Regions from separate parts of the Gossypium hirsutum genome. Here region 2 is linked to region 1. Evidence: chromatin contacts called from public Hi-C data. All regions are on one chromosome and are shown on one strand. Each heading gives the region's core, a stretch centred on a gene start, on an enhancer-like site or on the middle of the called end of the contact. The rest is flanking DNA. Distances are from core to core; before and after follow the strand shown.

Region 1 (4,729 bases), core at 946-3,445:
TTAGCCTCTAAATCCTCGTCCACGACTATATATCTAATGCTTTTCATTTGTATAGCCTATACCATATGATTGATTGCATTGTCCACTTCTATTACCACATATATATCCTTCACGGTATCCCCCATGATTACTTCTTCCTTGTCCATCACTGCTACTAGATCTACCTTCACTAACGAATAACTTGCTTTGCAAGACTTACTCCAAATTTCCAGTATCTTCATTTTGCTTTATTTTTTGCTTATGGGCTTGGAGAGAACCCACAAGTTCATTGATAAATATTTGTGACAAACCTTTTGATTTTTTTATGGAGAGAACCACATGATCAAATTTACGTGTCAACTATTGCAAATTCTTTTCCATTATCCTGAAATCATCAAGAATTTCTCCATTTCATTCACCAACTCTTTCACTCAAGTAATGTAGTTATCAACGCTCTCTGAACTTTTCATTTTTAACATCTTAAATTCAAATCTAAGTGATTCTAGACGTACCTTTTTCCTTTTTGACTCCTTAAAGGGATTTTTGCAAAATAACCCATATTTCTTTGATGCTTCCCATCTGAAACTTTTTCAAAGGTTCATTCATTAACTCATTAAAAATTAAAACATAACTCCTTAACCTTTTTTCGATCTTCCTTCAATGTTCTTTTCTCTTCATTTGTTAAATTTGCTTCAACATTTTCTATCTCGACATATCTTTTTTCAACAATATCTAACAATCTTGAGATCCAAAGAAAACCTTCATTTGAATAATCCAATTACCATAGTTTGTCTTCGTTAATTTTGAAAATTGTGATTGAATTATATTCACCATCATGAAGTGAGCACAAATCTAACTTGGGTAACACTCATTAGAAGTGTAGTGGACACTAAAACCAAAATAATTTCAGTACTCAATAAAATAAGTCATTACAACAAAACTAATATATAAACTTTCCTTTGTTTACTAGTTGTTGCTAGTATTGTTCTTTATTCTCAATTCTCGCCCACTTACTCTACCACACACACTTCTATTTTTCACTCTTTTATTATTATTATTATTTTACTTATACACACTCAACACACACTACACTTACATGTTTATATGCTTAATAAGCCGCCTAAAACCCTTTCAACAAATCTAATTTGCTATAGTTTTTATTCACTAATATTATTTATTTATAAATAATGTTTCAATTAAGTTCATGCCACATTTCCTAACTTCATGCCACCTTGTTTTTTCCCATTAATTGTCAACTTAAAACCATCATACTTTTGTCACTTTACAAGCCAACTCATAATCTTATCCCCATGCTTTATCAACTTAAAGTCGGTTTGACTCAACAATAAGATCTTGCTATTGCAAGTTTCATTAAAGCTTTTTACCATTTTCAACCAAGGTTAATGTATGAAGGATGCATTATAACAAAAAAGATTGGATTCTTGGATTTGAAAACACTAGCTCTTTGAAGAGCTTTATCATATTCGCTAGAAAAAGTTCTTAGAACCCTAAAAAGATTGTTTAATAATGATTTTATAATTTTTAAATAATTTTTATTATTGGAAATTTTTTATGATTTTTATAATATTTCTAGAAATTTTATTAATATTCTTTTTATAAATTTTGATTATTTTTTAATTTTTTTGCTTTAAATATTTTTTAAAATTATTTTTAGAATTATTGTTAAGAAAAATATTAAAATTGTCAAGATGATGGTTTAGCTATAGTTTTAGAACAATGATATTTGAACTAGATCGGCTTAGACCAAAAACTAGTCAGGGTACCAATCAGGAGAATAATATTGGACCAATTGAACCAAAAATCGAAACAGATGGTTGAATCAACTAAAAGCCGGTTGAAGCGGTGATTGAACCTTATTTTTACTTTTTATGAACTTTTAATAATTTTTTAATTGAACCAATCGAATTGGTAACCTGATTGGTTCGACTACTAGTTCGGTTCTAAAAATATTGGTTTAGAAGCTAAATTAGCTATTAACTCATAAATTAACATACATCTTTTTAACGGAAGTTATAAGACGAGTGATCAAAATATAATAACTCAATAACTGGAGTGACCATCATGTAACTTTGGAAGTTGAGTGACTGAAACATAATTTTAAATACAATTTAGGGACGGTTGGTATACTTTACCCAAGAAAGTAAAACGACACCCACGTGTGCGGACCATACTTAAAAAGCCGGAAACCCTAATCAAAATGTCACCTTTTATGAATAAGATTTATAAGAGAATGGCCTTTGTTCTAATTTCCTCATTCCGCTCACATCTCTTTCAGGCGCACTTCGGTTCTCTCTGTTTGCAGCATCTATCATAGCTATGGCGACAGCCATTGCAGCCCCTGCCACCGCCTCACTGCAAGACCCAACCAAGTCTCACCCTGACGTCAAGCTCTTCAATCGCTGGAGCTTCGAGGAAGTTCAAGTATTTCTTTTTCTTTTTCCATCTTTTGCCTCTCTATGCATACATTTCTTTTTTCATTCTCTTGGCTTTGTTTTTTCTAGATTATATATGAAATGTTCCGTTTTAGCATGTTCTCTACTTTTTTGGTCTTTTCAAGTCGAGTGGATCTACTAGGACTAGTTAATTGTATACAGGGATTCTGTTTCCATAGAGAATCGTTCATGTTGTTTTTAACTTGATATTATTTGTTAGATCATCTTGTTGTGACTGAACATCTATATTGTTGTTCTCTGATTTGAAGATTTTACTTGTTGTCTTTGATGTTACTGATATTCAGATTGACAATTTATGTTAATCCTAATTGTTTGTCTTCATGTTTGTAAGAAATTGGTTAATTTTAGGTTAGATTATTTGGATAAGATGATCGTGTTAGATTGTCTTTCGAATGCTTAAAGACTCCTGAAGATTCGAAAGAATTAGATTCCTCAACTTGCCGTTCCCTTTGATAACTACAATTGTTAGCCCTGGTCCTTGATGTGAATGATTTATCTATTTTAGGTTTCTGATTTATCTATTTTAGGTTTCTGATATCTCTTTGAGTGACTACATTGGTGTTCAACCTTCCAAGCATGCAACCTATGTGCCACACACTGCTGGGAGGTACTCAGTTAAGCGTTTTAGAAAGGCTCAGTGCCCCATTGTTGAGAGGCTTACAAACTCATTGATGATGCATGGCCGAAACAATGGAAAGAAACTTATGGCAGTCAGGATTGTGAAGCATGCTATGGAAATTATTTATCTCCTGACTGATCAGAACCCAATTCAAGTCATTGTTGATGCCATTATCAACAGGTGGCCTATATGACCTTTAAGAATTTCCTTTTTCAAATGTATCACTAGCTGACTTTAATCTTTAAAGTAGCAGATGATGTTAATTAAAACATCTTCCGATTCTGGGTTATCTTTGTTGGATCAATCTTTGATAATCTTTGTTGATTTTTTGTTGATATAACAGTGGACCTCGTGAAGATGCTACTCGTATTGGTTCTGCTGGTGTTGTGAGGCGTCAAGCTGTTGATATTTCTCCTCTTCGTCGAGTGAATCAGGCCATCTATCTCCTCACCACTGGTGCTCGTGAGTCTGCATTCAGAAACAGTAAAACTATCGCTGAATGTTTAGCTGATGAGCTTATTAACGCAGCAAAGGGATCATCTAACAGGTAAATAACAGCCTTTGAACTCCCATGTTTGAACCTTATTTTGCTTTGAAACTAGAACTGTCCTTATTGCAAATCCCATTTATTTACCACTGCTTGCTTCATCATTCTCACGTTGTTTGTGCAGCTATGCCATCAAGAAGAAGGACGAAATTGAGAGAGTTGCCAAGGCCAATCGTTGAGGAATTGGTAGGAGTTCGCATAAACCATGGCGGTGGACACTTTTGTTTTTTCATTCAGTACTTTATAAGTTACCTATTTTATGTTCCAGACATAATATGAATGTTCCGTTATTTAAGTTGAGATGTTATTGAAGAAAGCATATCCTGTTTTGGTTACATATGCTGTACTTATTTTGCCATCGTTTGAAGCTGTTGATTTCATCTTTGCTGCAAACAAAGAGATGAGAGTGCTTGATGTGGTAGTTTTCACCACATTAAATCGCCCTGCCTGGTGCCAATAATTAGTACTTAAAAAAGAGACAATTAAAGGAAGAAATCAAATTGAGTTTTTCCAATTATTGAGCAGATGAAATTATGTTGTTATGAATTTCTAACCCAGCCAATAGAAACAAAGAAAAAATATTAATTGGAGCAATTGTACAAACTTGTGTTTGAAGTTAAATACAAAGGCCATAACACTATTGAAATCAAGCCTTTCAACCTGCATTAACAATGGAAGAGACTGCAGTTCATCAACGTCAAATTTTATATGTTTTATGAACATAAATCTCTCAATCTACAGATAATGAAAGATGATTTTTTTTTGAACTCTATACTACAAAAGTTGATTTAATAATCCCCGTCCTAATACTGCTGATCTTGTTTGGCTTGTTTCAGTTGGAAGTTCAGTTTTTGATGTATCCTGGTCTTTACCAGAGAGAAAATAGAGGTTTAGTAGTCTTAAAGACCGTCAGCAATGAGAATCCATGCAACACGACTCTCTAAAGCTGATCAGGTATAAATTGACAATCCTGATTTAAGAGTGGGATCCCTCTATTTTAAGAACGAGCAAGTATCCGAATTCAGTTGCAGTTGTACACAGCCATAACCACTCCTCCGCCAGTATTTGATATACAAGACAAAAAGCATAAACTGACTAATCAAAAAGACA
Region 2 (4,729 bases), core at 1,057-3,556, 480 kb before region 1:
TTGGTTTCGATATTTTGAATATGGCATGTATGGGGGACTTGGTCTTTTTGTTTATGTGTCATATTAATTTGGCCAAGTGTGTTGGCTTATAATGATTTGATGATTCATTTTGTATATGGCCATGAGATATGGCTTATATTGATTATTGGATTGTAAGCCTATTTATACATGCATGCATGTGCCTATGCCTTTGAGATGTAGTTTGTGATTGTGTATATGATGGGTTATGTTATTGGTTATGAATGCTTGTTGATTTAATTGAGATGTGTTGGTACGATGATAACTAAGGTCCTAATGTGAGAAATGGAAGTAAACTTATAATTCTTAATGTATGAGAATTTGTAGGCTTGGGCTTGACAAAGTATAGTGTTTTGTGTATGTACTAGTCGAGATGATAGTGTCATGATCATGACTTGTTTTATTGTGTCTAAGTACTCAATTATGCCATGTTAAGTGCCTTTAAAGTTATGTATGTGTTTGAGTATATAAGGGTGGCAAATGACTTGGAAAATAGCCTCAAAATTGTCCATATGGGTAGACACACAAGCATATGTCTAGGTCGTGTGTGACACACGGCCTGCTCCACGGGCGTGTGATCCAGCCGTGTATCCTTTGTACCTTAGTTTTGAGAAACAGAATCCCAGTAGTAAGCACACGGGCATGAGACACGGCCGTGTGAGAGACACGACCATAGGACATGGGCATGTGGCCAGGCCGAAAATTAAATTTGTCACACGGCCTAGCACACGGGCGTGTGACTTGGCTGTGTGACCCTATTTTGTTGATGACGTCATAAACAGAGAGTTACACAGGCTGTGGACACGAACGTGTCCCAAGCCACATAGGCGTGTGTGACCACACGGCCTACCCACACGGCCTACCCACACGGGCATGTGACCCTCCAAAGCATGAAAATTTTCTAAGTGTTGTAAAAATTTTGAAAGTTCTCAGTTTAGTCCCAAACCACTCTCAATATATGTTTTGGGCCTCGTAGGCTCGTAATAGAGATGATATGAATGTATATGAAAATTTTTAAATTTGAGTGAAAATTTATTTCACGGTTCTGAATGTTTGATTGAGTTTAAGTCCGGTAATGTCTCGTACCCTGTTCCAGCATCGGATATGGGTAAGGGGTGTTATAGAAAGCATATAAAAAATGATCCAAAAATTTTCGTACGAATACTAGACCAAAATATGACTGAAACTTATAAGTATTAACATGAATTAAACCTAAATGAATGAAACAATTATTTGCACAGAACATTCATAATATAAAAAACTAATCAACTCACAAAAAAATATTTGTATTGTTATAAAATAAAGAGAGATAGAGAGAGTAAAGAATAAAGAAAATATGAGAAGCAATAGAGAATGTATTTTATTGATCAATGGAATTATTACAATAGTTCTCCAAAGTATCTATTTATAGGCATAATAAATATAAATGAAGTAGAGATCTAATTCTAATGACTATTAGAATTTAAAGTACATCAAAACTTATCTTGATCTTGATGGACAACCACTTAATAAGATATTATATATTTTTAAAAAAATGAAAAAAAACTCTTTAAAATTTAAATTTGAAATAAAAATAAAAATAAAAATAATCTTTTAAAAATATTTTAAAATATAAAAAATTTCAAAATTTATTGTTATCTAAACCGGGCTAAATTGCTTGGATCAAGAATTAGGGATATTAGTCCAATGAGAGGTAAAAACTAGTTGACCCTAAGAATTGGTATAGACTGGTTGAATCGGGCTAAAAAACTAGTTAAATTAGCAGTTGAACCAATTTTTATGAATTTTTAATATTTTATTTGCTTTGAACTGGTCGTTTCAAAAATCAATTGGTAGATCAATTCAAAATTGATTCAACTACCAGATCAATTGATTTTTTTAGCTCGATTCAAGCTGTCCGTACAAATTCGTGTGTCAACTAATTTTTATCTCTTGTCGAACCGATGCCCTAGTCAATTCTCGTTCTAAATGGTCTGTGTTATCCAGCCTAAAAAAATTAAATTTTAGAATTTTTTTATATATATTTTATATATATATTATATATTTTTTGAGTTTGAAAGACTTTTTTATTTTTTCATAAAGTTTTATTTAAAAAATATATAATCTTTATATTTTTTATTTAAAATATGAAAAAAATATTAATTTAATTTTTTTAATAGCTTTAAAGAGAAAAAAACTGAATATTTAAAGCTAAGAAATAAATTTACCAAAAATTTTAAATAAAATAAATATAAATATTTAATATCTCAAAATTAAAGAATATGTTAACTTTCAAAAGAGTAGAATAACAATTCAGATATTGAAATTATTTATAAAAGTGAGATAAAATAAAAAAGCAGATGGGATAATCTTGTAAAAGGGCAGAGGATTTGTGTCTACCGGATGGAGGAGGCGCCAGATCTTTTAGTTTCAACTATGAATTTTCATAAAAAGAAGGCATAATGGAGCTTTCCGTCCTTTTTTTTGCGTTAGTTTCGAGGATGCGGTTCATTTGTTTCTTAAACACTAGATTATGTCATTGGTATTTGGTGCTAATGGTGCAGCAGGGCACTCTATGGCAATTGATCGTCGTTATCTGACGTCCACTTTGGACAATTCCCACCACAAAAATCTAAAGCACAATTTCCTCGCTTCTTTATCTACATATAATATACATACCCAGTTGACTCAAAAGAGGAGAAAGAAAAGACATGGGTGTTGTAATCATTGACGGATCGACGGTGAGAGCCTTCGTGACTGACGACCAACAGTTCACGAAGAGCGTGGATGAGCGTTTCGCAGCTCTTGACCTCAACAACGACGGTGTCCTCTCCAGGTCCGAGCTTCGCAAGGCCTTCGAGTCTCTGCGTCTCCTGGAGTCCCACTTCGGTGTCGACGTCGCCACTCCCCCCGACGAGCTCACTCAGCTTTACAACTCCATTTTCGAGAGGTTTGATTGCGATGGCAGCGGCACCGTTGACCTCCAGGAGTTCAGATCTGAGATGAAGAAGATTCTGCTTGCTATTGCTGATGGATTGGGATCTTGCCCTATCCAGATGGTTCTTGAGGATGATGACCAAAGTTTTCTGAAGAAAGCTGCTGATCTTGAGGCTGCTAAGCTCGATCCAAACCATGCTCAAGCCTCCTGAATGATGCTCCCAGGTTGCTGAACTTGAATTTATGCTTTTGTATTTTCTTATCTTTTGCAGCTACTTTAGCTTGTTGGTATTTGGATCCATCCAAGTATATATGAATAAAAGGGTTAACGCTACGTTTAGCCCTCGAGCTTTAGGCGAATGTGAAATGCGTACTTAAACTTGAATTTCATGATACATTTCATCCAACCCTTAATTCGGTTAAAAGTATGAACTTATATGGGTAGCGTAAGGTTGAGTTGTTGAGATTCTGAAGGTATAAGTGTGAGTCCCACTACCATGTGTTTGGTTTTTCTTCCATATTTTCTTTGGATTTAAGTACTACTTTGATTTTCAGTCTATAAACTCTATACATACACTTTAAACTAAATTGATTCAAATGCCTATTTTCCAAATGTATATGAATGAAAATTGTACTTGTAAACCCCTTCAAAATATATACATGTTTGCTGGGTTTTTGGGAAGAAATTAAAAAATATATTCATTTAATCCCAGAAGTAGGGAAGAGAGAAATGAAACATATAAACAGTAAAGAAGAATGAAGGTGTACACAATGTGACAAAAACTTGCATTCACTTTTCTCTCTGATTGAATTTGGTATTAGATTCTGTGTATTTTTCCTTTGTTTTTGGTTGGAAGCATTTGTCTTCTTATGTTGTATTGATGAGTGATTGAGAATGATTAATTGGAGCGGATTCTGGTGATGTGTACCAGGATCTTCATTGCTATTGTTTTTTGGGCTCTTAGGAGTCTGTCTATATCTCATCCTTTTAATTAGCTTCAAAATTTATCCCTCAATTATTTTAATGAAATATAACTGTCTGCATGATAATATATATGCTTCATCTTTTTTCTTTTTTGAACTTTTATCAACATTTTATATATTTTTTTAATTTTAAATATTTTATAATTTTTAATTATTTATTAATGTGATATATATAAGGTAAAGAGTGTCATTTCAGCTATGAGGGTATGTCGACTACGGTATAGATTGCTACACCACCATCATTAATCAACCTTTTTTGAAATATTAAGGGTCAAATTTAGTTTAAAAATACAAAAATTAAATTAATAAAATATATAAACATTTAGGGTTAAATTTAATATTATCAAACGAAATATTGATTATTCAACGCGAACATGTAAGTTAGTTACTATGGAGCAATTGAACAAATAACCATTTTTAATATTTTTTAAAATTTGGCTTATATGTCAAAAAAATATTTGAATATTAAAAAATTAATTAAATTTTTGTATTAAATTCGCATTCAATTGAGTCATTGTTGTTAATTAAAATAATCAATTAAGTCTTTTGTTGATAGAATCCATAGTTGATCACGATGATCATTTAAAAAAAAACAACGTACAAATATATGATAACATGTGACAATTTATGCTTTAATTTAATATTTTTTATTAAGAATTATAAAAATTAAAATATTTAACAAATATTAAGATTGAAATAAACTTATAAAAATTATAAAAACAATATAAAATAATATAAATTTTATAAAAATATAAAAAATCTAATAAATTCTAACAAAGTATAAAAATTATGAAAGTAATAAAACACAATT

Evidence for each region. Hi-C and Micro-C count contacts between places; a contact is called where the count stands out from the background.
Region 2: a contact with region 1 is called in a Hi-C map of leaf, with 2.4 times the contacts expected there. The contact joins the promoter of LOC107948614 here to the promoter of LOC107948512 in region 1. A contact is called at or near these places in 3 of 34 Hi-C or Micro-C datasets (all in leaf).

The regions. Positions count from the first base shown.
Region 1 is chrA04:20,197,145-20,201,873 of Gossypium_hirsutum_v2.1, reverse strand. LOC107948512 (40S ribosomal protein S5) reads left to right here and starts at 2,195. Exons shown (of 4, transcript XM_016883091.2): 1 at 2,195-2,421; 2 at 2,981-3,252; 3 at 3,416-3,619; 4 at 3,744-3,954. The coding sequence starts at 2,317. The coding sequence ends at 3,798. LOC107948510 reads right to left here. Exons shown (of 7, transcript XM_041111334.1): 7 at 4,594-4,729.
Region 2 is chrA04:20,673,634-20,678,362 of Gossypium_hirsutum_v2.1, reverse strand. It overlaps LOC107948614, which reads left to right and starts at 2,306. Exons shown (of 1, transcript XM_016883230.2): 1 at 2,306-3,294. The coding sequence starts at 2,709. The coding sequence ends at 3,146.